2 separate regions of the Sus scrofa genome follow, and region 1 is linked to region 2. A link is a contact called in public HiChIP or PLAC-seq data. All regions are on one chromosome and are shown on one strand. The core of a region is the stretch at or near the end of the contact, and the rest is flanking DNA. Distances in the headings are between cores, read along the strand shown.

Region 1 (3,295 bases), core at 385-2,884, 140 kb after region 2:
GTGATTTAGCATCTGCTGGCTGTTCAAAAACTGTCCTTCAGGCCATGGGTCACTCATCCAGGGATGGGCTGGCAGAAGTGAGCCACCCCATCTTCCTTGGGGAACAGGAAGATTGCCCAGGTCTCTGGGACAATTAGACGGGATCGGTCAGGGCTAGATGTAATTGTTTAGTTCTGCTGTGGGCTAATGTAAGAACACACCTGGCTTGAAATGGGAAAATCAGGTAGGGACAGTCCCTTGGGGACAACATAGATGATCTAAAATGAGCCAGAGCATGGGACTAGTCTTGCTTTTATGTCTAGTGATAATCTGGGCAGTTCTGGTATCATTTACCACTTCAATTTTTGACTTAGTTTGGCAGCTCCAACCCATCTTCCATCCCTGATTTATCATCATCCAAAAACCAAAAGCACATTGTTTGTCAAGTAGAGGTCCTGAGACGGCTCTATGTGGCACTTTTGTGACATGGGGCTGTTTTCAGCTGGAGTCAGAGTGACCTTTGATCTGGAATGATTGTGACCACCCTTTCTTTGAAGCCATCCTTAATTCCCTAGTTGCTTTCTCTGTGGCCTCCCTCAGATTGAGCACTTACCTCATAGTATGATGGCCTCTCTGTGTCCCTCCCTCGGATCAGATTGTGACATCCAAGGCAGGAACTTTGCCTAGTTGATCACTGAGTATTCCTGGACTCTACCACATGCCTGAAGCACATAGTAAGTAGCTGCTCAAAAATTACTTGTTGACTAAATGAATGAATGGCGTTTGAGGTGACAGTAACCCATTATGATCTGAGATAACGTGACCTCTCTTGTGAGTTGACTGTGAACAGAGTCAAAAGCTGATTTTGTTGAAGTGCCTGTGATTGCAGCCTGCAGTGACTGTGATCTGAGGGGTCTGCATACCAGTGATTGTGACCTGTTGGCACTGATCTGTGATAAGGACCAGCAGGGATAGTGACTGTCGATTAGTAATCTTGCATGACTGTGATATGAAGTGCTTGTAAACATGGCAGTGTTGGTGCCTTCCACCACTACTGTCAGGTGACTATGATCCTGATCCACAGCCACTTGGCATTAGATGACCACCAGCCCGTGTAAGGCCTTAACCCTTGGCCTGAGATATGTTTTTAAGGTGAAGATATTGCTGATCTTAGCTGACAGTTTAAGTTATTGATCTGCACTGTGAGCGGAGGTAATGGAGATCTCAGGGCTTGGCCTTAGCCTAGAATGACACTAATATATGTGTATTAATCTTAGATTAACGATTTTGTTTTGTTTAATAGCTTCCCAGGGCCTATAAGTGTCACAGCCCTGCTAAACCCCACGCAAACAAGGGTGAAGCCAATGCCCAATAAATTCTACTTGAAATGAAACATCCTACGGCTCGCCCAGCCATCTCCACCACGACACCGCCTGGGGCACGATCCCTTCTACACGCTGCTTCCCCTAAGGCCCTGGCGCTGCCCTGACTCCGCTACCGGCTTGACGCGCCTGCGCAGAGGCGGGGCGGTGCTTTGCCCTTTGTTGTGGGCCCCAGTTTCCCAGGACACCGCGCGGCGCTGGGGTGGGGCTATGTAGATGAGGCACTTGGGGGCGGGGCGGTTGCTGCAGCGTCGGCGGCGGCCGGGGAGGGTCAGTTGGAGGCAGGCGCTCGCTGAGGCAAGGAGGAGGGCTCTGGGCCCGCGGCCTGACAGGGACTTAGCCCGCACAGATCGGCCCCGCGCGCGCGCGCGTGACCCCACACCCACCCACTCATCCACCTACCCACTCCCTGCGCCGCCTCCTCCCACCCTGAGCAGAGCCGCCGAGGATGATAAACACCCAGGACAGGTAACGGCCCGGCCCAGGCTCCCCGCCCCCATCCTCCCCTCGTCTGCTCCAGAGGGCCTCCTCTCCCCACCACCCAGCGGGTCCCCGGCCCTCCTCCAGAGGGCACCATCAAGCCCCCACTGAGTCCCTTCCCTACTTCAGCCACCCCAGTCTGAGCCCCAGCCTCGCAGCTGGGCCTCCTTCCGTCCTTTAGCCCCCCTCCCTCCAGCCCGGCCCATCCCCCTCATCCGGGCTTCCTCCTCCCGTAAAAGCCCCCACAAACCGGGACCCAGTCTTCCAATCCAGTCCCTATTTCCTTTCTGCCCCACCGAACCGTGCTTTTTCTCTCATTCCTAATTCCCCAGATTGTTTCCCATCTCCCCAAATCTTCCTTCCCCTTTTAAGTCACTTCACCCTTCCCTCTGAATCCCCTTCCCTAATTCAAACTGCACCTTCCAACCAGACGCCTCTTTTATCACCCCCCCAAAGCTCCGTCCTTCAGTTCTCAACTGGACCCAGCCCCCCCACCTGTCACCCCCCTCCCCGGCCCCCACCTCCCCAGGCCTCGCAGTCTTTACAGTGATGCCTAGTCCTCCCCTTGGCCCCTCACTGCAGCTTCCTCTTTTCCCTCCAGCCCTCCCTCCACACCCTTTTCCCATTTGGGCCCATGCCCCCTGTCTCCCAATCTCATTCTTTTTATTTCTCAAACACTTTGGGTTTGACTCATGTTCTCCATCCTGTTCCCTAATGATGTCTTCCACCCAACACTCTTCTAAACACTCCTACCTTTTAACTACTTTTTCTCACTTTTTCTTATACTCTTCTCATCTTAACCGATCCGCATCGCTAGAATATTAGGTTACAGAATTCAGCCCACCCTGCGTTTTTCCCTATACCTCTTTCCCAGTACCTCCAGTGCTTTCAAATCAGTCCCCATACTTTGCTCACTGGACCTTTCATGTTTCCTCAAAACCCTACCCAGCCCTCCCTTATTAATTGGAGAGAAAGACTGCACATCTTTCTGAAACAGCTTGCTTCACATATGCTTACTTCACATGTACTTCTCCCCTGCCCAAACTAGGCAGAATTCATTATTCAGTTTCCCTCTCTCTACCTTTCCTCTTTTCCTCCAAAGTAGCCCTTGTCCTGCATTTATGCCTCAAGCATGTCCCATGTTTCTGTCCCTAAATCTTCAGTGAGAAATTGTTTCCTAATGTTCCAATTCTCTACAATTTTTAACCCCAGCTGCTGCTTATACATCAGAATGACTTTTATTTACAATTTGGGTTCTAATTCTCTTCCTCATTTTTCCCCAAAACTTGTTGCTGCCTGCTCCAAAATGAGTCTGAAGCTCATTAGTTTCCCCCTCCAGACCCTTTGTCTCCAGATTTGGCCTTATGGCTTCTGCTCCTCACTTGGGCCTCATTGTTTTGCAAGCAGATCCATTCCCTGCAAATCTTCCTTAAATTGTGCCATGGCCTATCCAA
Region 2 (3,088 bases), core at 579-3,078:
AGACCAGAACAGGCCTGCCACATAGTAGGTGCTCTGTGAAGCCAGGCTGCTAGAGTTTATTATCCCCATTTCCTATGAGGCAGGCCATGGACTGAGGGTTCCATAACAATCCTATGATGAAGGGAGAATAAGCCCATTTGACAGACAGGAAAACTGAGGCATATTTTGCCTAAAGTCACTTGTTCATGGCTGGGATTTGAATCCAGATATGTCTGCCTCCAAATCAAACATCTTGTATTTCCTGCTTATGCCTGGCTACTTCCTCCAGGAATTGTGTTCCTTAATAAAATTATGACAACAGGGAGGAATTTCCACCACCACCTGTCTATCCTCTGTATCTCCTCACAGAGCCGCCTCATGACATCACAGCAACCTCTGCTTAAGTGAGTTTGTGAGGTCTTTTCTGAAGCCCTGTCTCATATCTCTGACGTGTCTCACGTCAGGGACATGAGAATAAGGGACAGTAGGAAGGCAGGAAGACAGGACTCAGAGGAGGGCACAAAATATGGTGGCTCCAAAAAAACACAGGGAGCTACCAGGGCCCAGGCTCAGGTGGAGGCAGAGGGAGGGGCAATCCAGATGTCCCCTCCCCCTACACACCCCTCCTTCTCTGTCCTGGGTTCAGCCTGAAAGCGGCCACCCTGTGCTTTGCAAACCCCCACAGGACTTCAGGCCACTGCTGCACAGGCCTCCAGCCCCCAGGGCCAGAAGGAAAGAAAGTTACCACATCCTTCCTCAGTCTTGCAGCTGGCTGGCCAGTGACACCTTCCCAGCAGCCACTCCCTTCAGGGCGGCCCTCAGGAGGGGACCTCGTTCCTTGGCCCTGTCAATCAATAAAAGGACTTTTCTTCCTTACCTTGGTTCCTCCTCACAGATAAAGTGAAATGATTCACCTGGGGTCCCCCAGCTTCCACAGGCCACTCCTCGGCATGGCAGCCACACGTCAGGCCAGTGGCAGAGGAATTCAGGAGGCACATGAAGGTCATAGAACCGTCAATAAGCCCTGGGTCAGGTGCTTCCTGTTGTGTCCAATGTTCCTCCTCCTCACAGACAAGGGAGGGAGCTGGCCTTCGGGGGAGCACAGCAGTGCTTTCCCACATTGGGAGCTGGGAGCTGAGATCTACTGAGGTGTTTTGGTGGGACTTGACAACTTCCCAGCAGTTTGACTTGACTTGGCAGCTTGACCTGGCCCTGGGGCTTCCAAAGAGCGATCAGCAAAGCTCTGGGGTCCTACTGAGATATATTAGGGGTGCCACGGGCATAAGACAGGGCCCAGGCTGACCCCAACCAGGACAGAGCTCCAAGGTCAAAAATGACAGCTGAAATCATTTTGAACCATCATAGGAAACACCTTTTCAGGCAAGATTCACTCATGGAGACTAGATTCAAGGGGAAATTTTGATGAGGTGCAACATATTTGTACAAGGCCTTTAAATATCACCCAGATTGCTCATTAGTTACAAGAGAAAAATATGTAACTATTCAGTAGAAAAATCAGGCACCTTGACTGGGTGATCAAAATTATCACTAGTGAGAGGCAGATGGAGGCTGTGTCTCTAGATGAGATGCCCTGAGAAGGATCTAGTATCACCTCTGCAGTTCTTTGGCTGAGACAACATAACCTCAATCTAATTATGAGGAAACCACAGACAAAAACCAAATGAGGAATATTCTATTAAAAACCTGGGGAGGGGGTTCCCGTCGCGGATCAGTGGAAACAAGTCTGACTAGCATCCATGAGGGTGTAGGTTCAATCCCTGACCTCATTCAGTGGGTTAAGGATCCTGGGATTGCAGTGAGCTGTGGTGTAGATTGCAGACCCGACAGATCCTGTGTTGCTATGGCTCTGGCATAGGCCTGTGGCTACAGCTCTGATTTGACTCCTAGCCTGGGAACCTCCATTTGCCATGGGTGCAGCCCTAAAAAGACAAAAAAAAAAAAAAAAAGCTGGGGAGGACTGCATACTTCAAAAATATCCACATCATGAAAGGTAACAGCTGTGGAAACATTTCAGATTAAAGGAGACTTAGAGACATGTATGCAATATCCATCCCTACCCTGGGAGTAACATATGATTAAAGGATATTAATGGGTCTAATGACAAAATCAGCATTGAATTTACTGAAGTTGATAACTGTACTATGATTAATGAGAGAATATGCTTATTTTTAGGAAATACACACTGAAGTATTTAGGGGGAAGGGGCCATGATAACTAACTCTCCAAAGACATGAAAAAAAAAAAAAAGGAAAAAACAACCTTATGTATATATTACAGAGAGAAGGTGCTCAAAAGATAAGCCAAAGGGTCAATCTGAGCAGAGTACATGGGTCTTCTTTGGACTATACTTATTCTTGAAACTTTTCTCTATGTTTGAAATTATTTCCAAATAAAGTTTTTAAAAACTGAAAAGCACTGTCACCTAGAACATTTAGCCCCCAGGCTATAGAAACACGAACATGGGGAGGGTGAGACTGGAGGGCCTGGCTGAGTTTAGCGAACACAGAGCACTGTGGGAGGGGAGGCAGTTTAAAGGACTGGTGATGCCCTGATCAACCACCACCTACCCTCTGCTTCAGTGAAGCCATGGAGCTGGTCCCCATACCAACAAACAGGCTTGCAGCAGAGTTCTGTAAGAAGGGATTTATTGCCAAACCTCAAGAAAGGCGCTTATAAGCAGAAAACATGGAATGCCATACTCCTCAAGGAGACAGCCAAGTAGCCCCTACTATTCCAGAACTTCCTCCCCTCCCCTGGAACCTGGCTTCCCCTCCTTGGGTGCAGTCTGCCAAGGTATGGGATCCCCATAGGAACAAATGGCATTAGGCCACCGAGATGATCCTAGAGAAACTTGCTCAGTCTAGTCACTTATAAGGGGAGGTAATTGAGCCTCTAGTCCCTGGACAGATGACTTGGCTAAAGCCCCAGCCAAGCTGCTGGTGAGGGAAGGCTATTTCCCCAAGGAAGATTGCAGGGGGGGGCCATGTGACTGTGGGCACGTGGTGACATTCTTGCTCTCCTACTGGAAACAGACGGAGAGACAGGCATACTGTGGCAAAGAAGCTTAGTCTGTTCAAGGGATGTGGTT

Evidence for each region. HiChIP or PLAC-seq counts read pairs in DNA pulled down with a chosen protein or histone mark.
Region 1: an H3K27ac HiChIP or PLAC-seq map of skeletal muscle shows a contact between it and region 2. The contact joins the promoter of OAZ2 here to the promoter of ANKDD1A in region 2. A contact is called at or near these places in 1 of 47 Hi-C or Micro-C datasets (skeletal muscle) and 2 of 2 datasets of contacts at active chromatin or transcription factors (alveolar macrophages and skeletal muscle).

Annotation. Positions count from the first base shown.
Region 1 is chr1:107,323,591-107,326,885 of Sscrofa11.1, forward strand. It overlaps OAZ2 (ornithine decarboxylase antizyme 2), which reads left to right and starts at 1,635. Exons shown (of 5, transcript NM_001301326.1): 1 at 1,635-1,829. The coding sequence starts at 1,810.
Region 2 is chr1:107,183,656-107,186,743 of Sscrofa11.1, forward strand. It overlaps ANKDD1A (ankyrin repeat and death domain-containing protein 1A), which reads right to left and starts at 1,829. Exons shown (of 21, transcript XM_013992888.2): 1 at 857-1,829. It overlaps PLEKHO2 (pleckstrin homology domain-containing family O member 2), which reads right to left. Exons shown (of 6, transcript XM_013992891.2): 6 at 2,629-3,088.